Regions from separate parts of the Zea mays genome. Here region 2 is linked to region 1. A link is a contact called in public Hi-C data. All regions are on one chromosome and are shown on one strand. Each heading gives the region's core, a stretch centred on a gene start, on an enhancer-like site or on the middle of the called end of the contact. The rest is flanking DNA. Distances are from core to core; before and after follow the strand shown. Region 1 holds the start of LOC542155. Region 2 holds the start of LOC100277458.

Evidence for each region. A called contact is a pair of places that touch in the nucleus more often than the background predicts.
Region 2: a Hi-C map of endosperm shows a contact between it and region 1, with 4 times the contacts expected there. The contact joins the promoter of LOC100277458 here to the promoter of LOC542155 in region 1. A contact is called at or near these places in 4 of 25 Hi-C or Micro-C datasets (ear, endosperm, leaf and 1 more).

The regions. Positions count from the first base shown.
Region 1 is chr9:106,831,214-106,837,722 of Zm-B73-REFERENCE-NAM-5.0, forward strand. It overlaps LOC542155, which reads right to left and starts at 3,509. Exons shown (of 3, transcript NM_001351998.1): 1 at 3,378-3,509; 2 at 3,178-3,220; 3 at 1,614-2,532. The coding sequence starts at 2,521. The coding sequence ends at 1,997.
Region 2 is chr9:107,047,320-107,053,828 of Zm-B73-REFERENCE-NAM-5.0, forward strand. It overlaps LOC100277458, which reads left to right and starts at 3,462. Exons shown (of 1, transcript XM_008661620.3): 1 at 3,462-4,194. The coding sequence starts at 3,643. The coding sequence ends at 3,900. LOC103638806 (probable beta-D-xylosidase 2) reads left to right here. Exons shown (of 4, transcript XM_008661619.3): 1 at 1-305; 2 at 376-1,330; 3 at 1,408-1,752; 4 at 1,849-2,676. The coding sequence ends at 2,474.

The DNA of each region.
Region 1 (6,509 bases), core at 2,259-4,758:
AGTCCTTTGAAGTTTGGAAGAAGCTTGACTATGCTCTTCCACCAGAAAGAGCCAACACTTCTATGGCCAGGGAGACCACGGAGTAAATAGTAACTATTCCAGATAAGATGCACCCAAGGTAAGTCACTGTGATTGAAAAATTTATGCAAGAATTTGATTAGAAGAGCCTCGTTCTGTGATTCTAAGCGAACAACCCCCAGCCCACCATTCACTTTCCTCTGAGTAACCGAATTCCAAGCAATCAAAGGTGGCTTCTTGGAGTTGATGTTATTTCCTCTCCACAGACAGTGCTTTCTGAAAATGTCAATTTCCTTAATGATGGTTTTAGGAATCTTGAGCGTGCACATAAAGAACATTGGTAGGGCTGAGAAGACTGAATTTACCAATTCCAAGCGCCCAGTCTGAGACAAAAAGTTTGAGGAGCAGGACAACCTCTTCTGAATCCTTTGAATAAGAGGGAGATAATGTTCCTTTCTGGGTCTCGCAAGGCCCAGAGGCAAGCCAAGATAGGTGAATGGCATCTCGCCAATCTGGCAATTGAAGGTATGGGACAGGATCACCATTTTATCAGGGGACACGTTTATAGGGAACATATTTGATTTATTGTAGTGTAAGACTAGACCAAAAAGCGAGAATCTGCGGTTTGCTGATGAGTCTACTAAACTCGAGTCGACTGACGAATGCAGATTGCCCATTGCACTGGGCTATAGAAAAAGGTCCAATAATGTGGCACATGGTCGCGTAGGAAACACCTTTACGGCTAAAACCTTTCTTTCAATTCCTGGCCTAGGGTGTTGGCAATTATAGGGACCTAAAATAATCCGCGCGAGTTAATAAAAGCTATCGAGTCTGTCGAAATCCCTGTGCGAGAATACATGCATGGCTCGGGCAGCTGGCACGCCATGCCATGCCATCATGGGGACACACACACACACACACCTACCTCGCTCGCCAATAATTCTCAAACGCTGCGGGTTGATCCGGCGCTAAGATGGCGGATCATCTTCGGATCGGCTATACGGGTAACTCGTGATTGGTGCAACGGTAACCATCGAACAGGAATCTGCATCTGGCACTGTCTGTACAGAGACGAGAGTGCGAGTGAATGAGATCCGAGATCCAAGCAGTACCCTTGACAGCGAGGAGACCATTCATCACATTCAATGGCACATCTTGTGCGAGAAGATGGGAAGTATATGTATATATATTTTTCTTCTTCTTCATCAGCATGTTGGGTGTCTTAGAACTGAAAGCTGGAGTTACAAGTGCTCGACGTGCTTCTATCTTTCGACCTTCCATTTCATTTTGCACTTAGATGTACTCCAGCTGTACTCGGAATTTTCTCAGAGGGTTAAAAATGGAACGGTACGATTGAACATTGAAGGAGTGGATGACAGTCACTTTGTCCATCAAATCAAAACAACATTTGAAGTTCAACTGAGGCATCTGATGTTCCAATGGAAGAGAGCTCATGTTGTTTCTGTTGAGTTGCATGATGACCAAATTCCTTATAGAGAGCAACCCTGCTTCATAATCTTGCAGGTAATCCAACAAGCTGCTCCATCTTCTTCCCAACTTTATACTAGTTTATGTGCAAACAAGAGAGATACTTTGTATAGGAAAACGACGGACCATTTAACGCACAGTTGCAGATTACTATTACTGGCTGCAGTGTACCATATAATACCCAGGGACAAGACAACAGTACATCACATAGCTAGATAACTGCGAAGCCAAATACCCGTCTCAGCGAGACCACCATAAATAGAGCTTACACAACATAGCCAACATGCAAATCATTTTAGAACTGACCAGATGCAGAGGCAGGAATTCTCGAGGCGGGCTACACAAGTGTGCACCGTGCACTGCAATGCCCAACAACAAGATTGTAGCAGCAAACATGGAAGAGAAAGGCGCGGGGGGCAAGGCAGCAGTTCCGCATGACGAGTTACCGCGGTTTACAATCTTCCTGATACCCAACCGTAGGGAACCCCCCCTAGATCTTGTCGAGCTTGTCTGCCTTCACCACCGGATTAGCCTTGGCAATGGCGTCCCTGGCAGCAGTCCGGTAGTCGAACTTGCAGTCGTGCTTGTCGGAGTAGCGGTGGAGTGCGCAGTACAAGTTCCCACACCGGCAGTTGAATCCCGTAAGTCCAACCCTCTTCCTGCAGGCGCTGCACCGGTTCGGCCCTACCTTCCCCCCTTTGGAGATCGCCGCCACCCCCTCGCTGGGTCCGGCAACATCAGCGGGCTGCTGCACGTTCATTGTTTGCAACTCAACTTGGGCAACAGCTACTACCGTGTTGCTGCCAGCAACAACCGGCTCCATGACGGCGTCGCTGCCGTTCACGATGCTGTCGATAGAGGAGGCAGCCAGCTTGGCCTGATCCTGCTTCGTTATCATCTCCTTGTGGCACTTGGAGCACATGTTCATGGTCGCCGCGCTGCCGAAGAAGCCACAGTTATTGATGCAGAGGATGGGTCCCTCGGGGGCCTGGCACCCAGCCTCCTTGTGCTCCATGGCTTCCTTAACTAGAATAATACGAAACAACTGATCAATACCAGAATAGTAGTCGACATAGTGTGTCACCAGCTTCCCAAAAGTTGCTACTAGTAGTAAAAAAACAATCATAAAATCTAAGTGAAAGTTGGTACTGCCTTGATTCAGTAAGACATGCTGCAACCTAATGCCAGACTGAAGGTGCTATCAAAAGGGTAATTGTAGCTTGGTCAAGCGCCCAACTGAAGGTGCTATCATATAGAGCCTGCACTATCATTTGGCTAACAGCCGAATCACCTAACGGCAACACACCACGGGTGAAATCAATTCTAAAAAGATGGCCCAACTTTTAGCCGCTTTACGCAACAAATCTACAAAGTAGCAACCATATCTGCTCATTAACTTTCGGCAAAGCAGGCAACAACACACCCAACCAATAAGTGGAAAGGACTCGCCTTTACAACAGATAAACGCTCTTACCCCACCCCCACCCCCCCAAAAAAAATTATCTGGCTGTTGTTCGCTGTTAGGTACAGCGTAAATCGGAACGGCTCAATTGGTTCCGCATCGACCCACTCAACAAGCACGCAAAATATATATATAATTCACAGTTTTTGACCCGGACAACTAAAAAAACGGGGAAATTAATTGGATGCAGAGTGGCCAGATACACGAACCTCGGATGAGACGGCCCTCTTTGCGATTCCTCTCCGACGATCCCTGCGTGAACGACGCAAAGAAACCGATCAAATATAAGAGGGGAAAAAAGGAGGACGGCCCGGATCGGGCGCGCGAGGCGGAGCCAAAGCCCCAAATCTACAGATCAAAGGGAGAAGAGACCATATTATGATTGAATCGGAGGCAGCGAGGTGCTAACCCTAGGGGGAGACGAGGAGGCGAGGGGAGAGGAATCGCAGGGAATTCGGTGGGCTTCGAAATGGGGGGCGAAACGTGGGGGCGTGGGGAGAGAGATAAAGGAAAGGAGGAGGGCGCCGGAAATGACGAAGCTGCCCCCCTCGCCGGCCCCCGCGGCGATTTTTCCATGCCGGAGGCGGGCGGAGGCCCCCGCCGTTGGATTGCCGCCTACTACCTTTTTTTCTCTCTCTTTTTTCCTTGGGAGTGGAAATATCATTGCTTCTTTTGTGATAAGCTGGGAAATGTTAATCTGGTTTTCGCAGCATACGTATTGGACTTCTCTTTGGGATACCGGATACGTGACACAAAAATAGGTATTTTATATTTTCGTTAAATTAATTTCATCGTAAACATTTGAGGGATTAAACGAGCTAAAATTCCCTAGATGTTTAATTTTAAATAGCAGAAAGATTTTAGCCTTAATCCCCTTTAATAATAAAGAGGTTTTAGCCTCTTCAATCCTTCCAATCCTTTTGCTACAAACGGTCTCTTACTTGTGATCTGGTTTTAACCGATACATCGAGAACAATAGAAGCTGCTTGTAAAAGAACGTTAAAAGAACGTTAGGTTACCAGAATCATGGTAAAAAAAGGCACTTTATGGCCAAGCTGTTTTGGTCACGTTTGTTTGGACCTTTTTTAGCTTCTCGTCACCAAACGATGATATAGACTGTCATCAAACACCACAGCTTTTCAGTACTTTTATAAGAATTATTTTGGTAAAAATCGTCCAAAAACAACATGAACATAATATCGATCGAGTCGTCACGATAGTAGAAATCCATCGCTTTCTAGGTCCTGGATCCTTTGAACCATTTCATCTTCCTCCGCACGTAATCCCCATAATATTTAGATTCTTTCTACAACCAAAATTTCTTTACAGACATGTTCTTAGAAAAGCTGGTCAGAAAAAACTGAACCAAACATGCCCTTTATAATTCAGACTACAATAGGGTTTATACGTTGGTGGAAGGACTATGTATAACTTTTTTTTTTGTTTGAACATTTTTTTAAAATAGATTTACATGATGATCTGAAGTAATAATGCATGATTTCCTAATTGAAACTAAAAGATCATTCAGTTTCATCATATCTAAGCTTTAGCTAGCTAAAGTTTAGTTCAAAATATTAGCTAGCAGTGATATGTTTAGTTCTTAGATAGTGGACTAGTTAATACAAAAAGGCACGAGTATCTTTTTGATTTGACGTGACTCAAGATTAGTTCATGTCTCATGGGATATTTAAATTCATAATATTAAATATAGTCTAAGTATAAAACTAATTACATATATAAAGACTAAACGACGAGTCAAAATTATTAAGCCTAATTAATCTATGATTAGCAAATTATTATAGATCAATTAAGCTTAAGACTTGTCTTGCCGTATAGTTCTTATACATATAATTAGTTTTATAGTTAGACTATATTTAATAGTTCTAACTAGTATTCAAACAACTGATGTGATAGAACTAAAATTTATAGCTAAAATTTATAGCTAAAACAACTGATGTGTAAAGAACCTATGAATTTTCTTGTGATATATAATATTTAGGATTGTATGATGCTAAAGTAGACAATCAGAGGGAATGAATGATTGTGGAAGCTTAAAAATATTTAGTTCGCCTTCTCCTAATCATCACAAAACCAAAACATTGCAGTTTTATAATACTGGACAGATTGATGTTATGTTAGTAAAAATGTTGCTAACTAAAATCCGTAACTCCAATCGACCTCAAAACTTGATAAATTAAACTAGATAACATTATGAATCAAACCCAGTTGGAATCACGTCGATCGGACCACTGGATCTAAAGTTATAAACGAAACAATCTTTCTGTTCTAGGGAGTGACGAAAATTAATCTAGATATAATTTCGAGATTAAGCGATAACCAGAAAAGATTGATATTCCAAGCTTTGTAGATCAGCAAATCGATGTCTTAGTAATGATCTAGATGAATAAAAACATCAAGAACAATTGAAAACTAAGGTTCAATATATCATCAAAACCAAGAACACAATTAACCTACCAAGAGAGAAATAATGTTACCACATTAATCTTGCATACTCAATCCTTTAACCATCAAGATTTGTATACAAAAGTGCTCCTCCAAAACACCAGAGAGTTCTCCCTTGATCTCTTAAAAAAGCCCTTGGATTAATCTTTTAATAGATCTAATCTAATGACTATCTATTCTAATGCCTTGTCTCTGAAAAAACGAAACCAGCTTTTATTTATAAGGACCTGGGGTACTTATCCGCTTCAATCCAGCCGAAACGGACTCTCCGCTTGGCCTTCAGCCGTATGGGCCTTCTCCATCACGCACTGGGCCACGGCCCCTGCAGCCTCCGCGCCCTTGAAGCCGAGTGGGCTGCTCCCTTGCCGACGACGCGTTTGGGCCGGCTCCCAGCCAAGGAGAAACAATGCTTTGGCGGCCAGCTAGCTCGCTTCCTGCGTATACGCAAGCACAGCTAGGCACCATGCACGTGCATGCACCAAGCACGCTTTCCTTTTTCTTTTTTATCCGCATATTAGATATTTCTAATATATCTAAAATATATGTACGTTTCCAACGCACAACCTTGTGATATGCATGATGCTTCGACCATAACATCCCGCACATCATCTTCGTCAACACTACCGACCATGCTTCACCTCGATCGTCACCTGCATATCAACAACACACGCAACTGTGCACAAGCACAAATCCACGACTTGACTTAAAGCTAATCCACTCAACACCACTCCACCGAGTACGTTACAATAATATCAAAACACATGTCAATGCACATGCACAAATCAAAATTGTATATTCACAACATGCATTATATTCAAAAGCATGTAAATCACTTTATGAAGATAATAATAATTTATCACAATGTCTCAATATCAACAAACCTAATGTTTTCATCACACACGATTTCACATAATGAATATTACTCAATTTACAAAGGAATTTTGGATGCACCCTGGTGCCCATGCAACAGGCAAGTAAAATGTGGTGTCTCCCTGGTTGGTTGCATTTCTGATATAACTTGATTGGTTGTGTTTACGAGCTCCTCACCTGGCACGTCGCCGCCATCGCCATCATCGCT
Region 2 (6,509 bases), core at 2,212-4,711, 220 kb after region 1:
ACGCGTCGCTGCCGTACGCCGACCGTGTGCGCGACCTCATCGGCTGGATGACGGTGGAGGAGAAGGTCGGCAACCTCGGCGACATATCCCACGGCGCGCCCCGCGTCGGCCTGCCGCCCTACAAGTGGTGGTCCGAGGCGCTGCACGGCGTCTCCAGCACCGGCCCCACGATGCTGTTCGACGACCTCCACAGCAAGCCCGGGAACCACTCCGGCCGCGCCACCGTCAACAACGCCACCGTCTTCGCCAACGTCATCAACAGCGCCGCCTCCTTCAACGAGACGCTCTGGAACTCCATTGGCCAGGTATATATAATGTACATTTCGACGATTAGACCGATCTCTCGTTGTGGTAATGGATCGACGATGCATCCAGGCTGTTTCGACGGAGGCACGTGCCATGTACAACCTTGGCAAGGGCGGGCTGACGTACTGGAGCCCCAACATCAACGTGGTGCGCGACCCGCGGTGGGGCCGCGCTCTCGAGACCCCCGGCGAGGACCCGTACGTGGCCGGCCGTTACGCCGTGAACTTCGTCCGCGGCATGCAGGACATCCCCGGCCACTACTCCGGCGACCCGTCCGCCCGCCCCATCAAGACCTCCGCCTGCTGCAAGCACCACGCCGCGTACGACGTGGACAACTGGCACAACCAGACGCGGTTCACGTACGACGCGCGCGTCTCGGAGCGCGACATGGCCGAGACCTTCCTCCGGCCCTTCGAGATGTGCGTCCGCGAGGGCGACGTCAGCAGCGTCATGTGCTCCTACAACCGCGTGAACGGCGTCCCCGCCTGCGCCGACGCGCGGCTCCTGTCCGGGACCGTCCGCGGCGAGTGGCACCTCAACGGCTACATCGTGTCCGACTGCGACGCGGTCCGCGTCATGACGGACAACGCCACCTGGCTCAACTTCACCGCCGCCGAGTCCAGCGCCGTCTCGCTCAGGGCCGGGATGGACCTCGACTGCGCCGAGAGCTGGATCGAGGAGGAGGGCAGGCCGCTCAGAGACTACCTCAGCGAGTACGGCATGGCCGCCGTCGCGCAGGGCAAGATGCGCGAGTCCGACATCGACAACGCGCTAACCAACCTGTACATGACGCTCATGAGGCTCGGCTACTTCGACAACATCCCAAGGTACGCCTCCCTCAACGAGACAGACGTATGCACCGACGAGCACAAGAGCCTCGCCCTCGACGGCGCGAGGCAGGGCATCGTGCTCCTCAAGAACGACCACGGCCTGCTTCCTCTGGACCCGAAGAAGACCCTTGCCGTCGCCGTGCACGGACCACACGCCCGGGCACCTGAAAAGATCATGGACGGCGACTATACAGGTCAGTAGTGTATCACTATCACTTCCAAGTATCGCTGGATCGTTACTCATGCACTCGTATGGGCAATATGCATTCAGGACCGCCATGCCGGTACGTGACGCCGCGCCAAGGTATAAGCAGGGACGTGAAGATCTCGCACAAGGCGAAGATGACCATCTACTTGGGTGGCATAAACCTTTACATTGAGAGGGAGGGAAACGACAGGGAGGACCTTCTCCTACCCAAGAACCAAACCGAGGAGATCCTGCACTTTGCCCAGGCCTCACCGACCCCGATCATCCTTGTCATCCTGTCTGGAGGAGGCATCGACATCTCCTTCGCGCAGAAGCACCCCAAGATCGGCGCCATCCTTTGGGCCGGCTACCCTGGCGGCGAAGGTGGCAACGCCATTGCCGATGTCATCTTTGGAAGATATAATCCAGGTAGCAAAGAAGGGCAACACCGCCGTACCACTTCTTTATTGTGCATTACTATCAACAATTATTTTATTATTATTATTGTTGATCAATGAAAAACAGGTGGAAGGCTGCCACTGACATGGTTCAAGAACAAGTACATCGAGCAGATCCCCATGACGTCCATGGAGTTCCGACCAGTGCCGGAGAAGGGGTACCCTGGCAGGACCTACAAGTTCTACGATGGCCCGGAGGTGCTGTACCCCTTCGGCTACGGCCTCAGCTACACCAAGTTCCAGTACGAGACCAGCACCGACGGCGTCTCCGTCAGCCTCCCGGCCCCGGGAGGCCACTGCAAGGGTCTCAGCTACAAGCCTAGCGTGGCCACCGTCCCAGCCTGCCAGGCCGTCAACGTCGCCGACCACGCCTGCACCGAGACCGTCAGCTTCAACGTCAGCGTGACTAACGCCGGCGGCCGCGGCGGCGCCCACGTCGTGCTGGTGTACACAGCGCCGCCTCCCGAGGTGGCCGAGGCGCCGATCAAGCAGGTGGCGGCGTTCCGCAGGGTGTTCGTGGCGGCCAGGAGCACCGCCACCGTGCCCTTCGCGCTCAACGTGTGCAAGGCGTTCGGCATCGTGGAGAGGACCGCGTACACCGTCGTGCCCTCCGGCGTCAGCAAGGTGCTGGTCGAGAACGGCGACTCGTCGTCGTCGGTGTCGTTCCCCGTCAAGATCGATTTGTCCGTTTAGCTCATGCTTAGTTTCTCGTCCCCATGTTTTAGGAGTTATTTAGTTAGGATCCGTTTTCGTCTCTAGCTGAAAAAATGGGATTAGTTGAATCAGAATTATCAGTTGTTTTCAGTTTCGGAAAATAAAATAAAGATGCCCATTGTTTTTCAAAACACTAGTGTACTACTGAAAATCAACAATTAGCAGAGGCAGTTTTTGTTAATCTTTTGATTGACGTGACGACGCCGGCCGACGATGGCGGCGGCTTGTGTGTTCGGGTACTCTTTTTTTTCCAGGAGCAACTCCAGATTAATTTCTAAATCTATAAGTTTATGATTTGGTGATCAGAGATTTAAGGGGATCATGGGTCAAAAATCTCTTTCGTATTCAAATTTGATTAGACAGGAAATTTCTTCTTCATAAATCTCCTCAAATTTTCCGGTCACCAAACCAACCAAGAATTAACAAATTTATTTTTTAATCTAATAATTTGTAGTAGGCTGAATAAAGTATTTGTGCCTCACTTTTGGCTCCTGTAACGAGCTGGTTCATGAGCAAAACGAGTCACACACCATGGCACGGTTCTGTTGCCCACCGGCGGTCCAGCCCAAATTATAAACAATCAGAACACGAGCACCAAATCGGCCCAAGATTCACCAGCAAAAATATCTTATATTAACGATATGTGCAATAAGTTTTTTTTGTCAGTTTGTGCAGTGCCAATTACCATCAACGCCTATGTAAGCAACACTAGCTCGGTTGGGCCTGGGCTCGGACCTGGTTAGCCTGTGTAAAAGGCTCCCAATCGCTCGCGCAGCCCGGCCGGCATTGCACGCTTGGCTGGCTCTCCGGTCAGCGATTTTCGTTGTGAACCACTAGTTTCATCCGTGAATTTCATCCGTCCCAATTAACAGCTACTCCTAAATTAATGGCATTCTATACATGGTTAGCTAGCCCCTGATTTCACTCGTGTCCTCACGTACCCATCCTTCCCGTTGCTATAAAGCCCTCCCTCCTCGCCGCTTCCAAAGCAGCAGAAAGCAATCGAGAGGAGAACCAGCAGCCTCCAATAAGAGCCAGCCAGAGAAACTAATAAAACTCTCACCGCCGCCATCCGAGAGAACAAGCCAACCGACCCCGTCCCCAAGGCAATCCGTCGCCGACGTACCACCGCCACCGCAGGAGCGAGATGGAGATGAAGAGGATCCTCTTCGCCGTCCTCGTCGTCATCGCCGCCTCGGCCACCGCAGTGCTGGCCTCCACCGAGGCCGCCGCCGCGGGCGCCCCAACTGCCTCCGAGTCGTCCGCCGAGGCTCCCGCTGGCGCTGGCGCTGGCGCTGCCGCTGGCGCCGCCGCCGCGGGGCCCTCCGCCAGCAGCGGCGCGCCCGCCCTCGCCGCCGCGCCCGCCGCGCTCCTCTTCTCCCTCCTCGCCTACTACCTCCACTAAGCGTGTGCGTGCTTACGTACGCGCGCATGGACGACGATGGATCCGTCCACCGTTGCCATTGCAGTTGCCTCGCTCGTTCTTGGTGACTGTTGCTGCGGTGGTCGACTTGGAAGACGTCACCTGCACCGCTGTTTCCATATATTATTATTGATGTGATCTGATATGAATATATATGCATGGTGACGGGTTGTGTTAATTACATAGACGTGATTTAATTTATCTATTTGTGTCAAGTCGTTCTGTAATCATGCGATGAAATATATGATTTGGTTTTCCATTTGTTTGAAATGCACATTGTGTCCTCCTCTCCATCTTTTACCCAAGTCCATTCGACTTTCCCTAACTATAGCATGGATTTATCTTTCTTAACTATAAAATTAGTTTTTTAGATTCTTCCAATTAGAAAACCTCCCTGTTGGAGACTTGTTCTCAAATTCTAAGAATTAAGAACAAGGCAACATAAAAAGTGTTAAGTGTTAGGGTCCTTCGTCCTTCAGAGCATTATATCCCTTTGGGAAATAATGAGTCTCGGACGAAAGTTATGAGAGACATACCTTCGTAAACATAACAAGTAATGACGAAGGACTCACATAAAGCATGAAATATGATATAAGCATCATCAAGGAATCATTTCTATTTTATTAACATGGAAAAACAGAAATGATCCCAAATTACAAATGTACCTTCGATCCTGAGAGAAGGTGGAAAGTACGAGCGTGACGCCAAAAGCAAAATGACAAATCAGCGTGAACAGTACGGGAGTACTGTTCATCTATTTATAGACGCGGGACGCAGCCCACGTAAAATTACATCCATGTCCATTACATTTGTTAACGGTTTATGGAGATCTATTGAGGACCCCGAAGTCTTTTCATCTTAAGGTCGGTTCCCCCTTGTGCCATCGCGCCGAAGCTTCCCTGCGTACAGCTTCGGCTGCCCCCGACCTTCGTCTGGTTCAGCCTTCGTCCTGGTCGTGCTCCATATCCATAATTCTGAATCCGAAAATACCTGTTCATATAATTCACTTGGAAAACATTGTCAAATCATGTTTTTGAGGACCTTCGGAGGACGAAGGCCCCCAACAGTAGCCCCTCGCAATATTAATTTGTAAATAATAAATTCAGATTGCGATATGGACGAAGGCCTTGAGCCGAAGGTCCGAAAAAACACCTTCCCTTTGCTAGGATAGCAACATTCACTGACAAGCGGGGCCTTTTAACTTTTAACGCCCTAGGCGTATAAATAAGAACACATCGCGAATTCATTTGGTACACACGCCTGCCTTTTGCTTCGGCCCACTAAAAATTTTTAGCTCTTGCTCATTGAGATTTGCTGGTCTTTTTGATTTCGAAGCTTCGGCCTCGGGAACAAATTTTTAGTGTTTCCGAAGATGTCTGAAGACAAGAAGATCCCTGCTGAGACGAAGCTGAGTCTCGAGGAGGAGAAGAATCTGGGGTTCCTGATAGCGATGGCAGAGACTAATACAGAGAAAATCACGAAGGAGATTCTCGAAGGTTTGTCCGAAGATACTGATGACAGCGATAGCTATGATGTAGAAAGTGATGGGGAAGAGGCCGAAGATCGACCGTGGCGACCAAGTCACTCAGTTTTTGGGAAAACAACCATCAAGCAGAGTCACATTGATAATATGAGAGGGCGATACTTCCGAGACATATCTATTGTGAGAGCTGATGCCGGGGAAAAGACTTCTCCCACCCCTGAAGAAGATGAAGTTGTGATTTTCCGAAGCCTCCTCAAGGCTGGGCTTCGATTCCCCCTGAGCAATTTTGTTGTTGAGGTACTGAAAACATTCCAAATCTACCTTCATCAACTCACTCCCGAAGCTATTATAAGAATGGGGATTTTTGTCTGGGCTGTGAGAAGCCAAGGTTTGGAACCAAACGCTAAAAGCTTCTGCAACATACACGAGTTATTGTACGAGACGAAGCCCTGGGGAAAGGAGCAATACCACAACAACTTTGGGTGCTACAGCTTCGGCGCCCGCTCCGGGTCAAGCTACCCTGTGCCAACCTTTCGGAAGAGGTGGCCCGGAGCCTGGATGTCTGAATGGTTTTATGTGAAAAATGATCTAACAGCGCAAAATAATGTCAAAAGTATCATTATGTACCCAATTTGGCAACGCTTCGGACTTCGAAGGCCGAAGGTTGAAATGGATGAGGCAGCCGAAGAATGCCAAAGAGCCTTCGGCGTAGTCTGCTCCTTCATTGGGACAAGGGACTTGGTCCAGGAGCACATTGCCTTCAGGATATGGCCACTTGCGGAAAAGTGGGAAATGCCGAAAGAAACCATCAAAGAGTCCGACGAAGGCGGACTAGTCAGATTAAAATACACATTCAAATATGCAGATAAATTTATTGAACCTGATGATGACTGGCTGAAAAGCATTGAAACATTAAGTGATGAATTACTTGGGGCATTCTCGAAGGCTGAAAATACTGCATTATCAGCAGCCTTCGGAGGCCGAAAAAAGAAGAGATTGAACCGAGTGTTTGATGCAATCGGGTTCTTCTACCCTGATTATTGTTATCCCGTCCGAAGGCAAAAAAGGAAAAACATAACATCTGAAAAAGAAGAAGCTGGAACTGCTC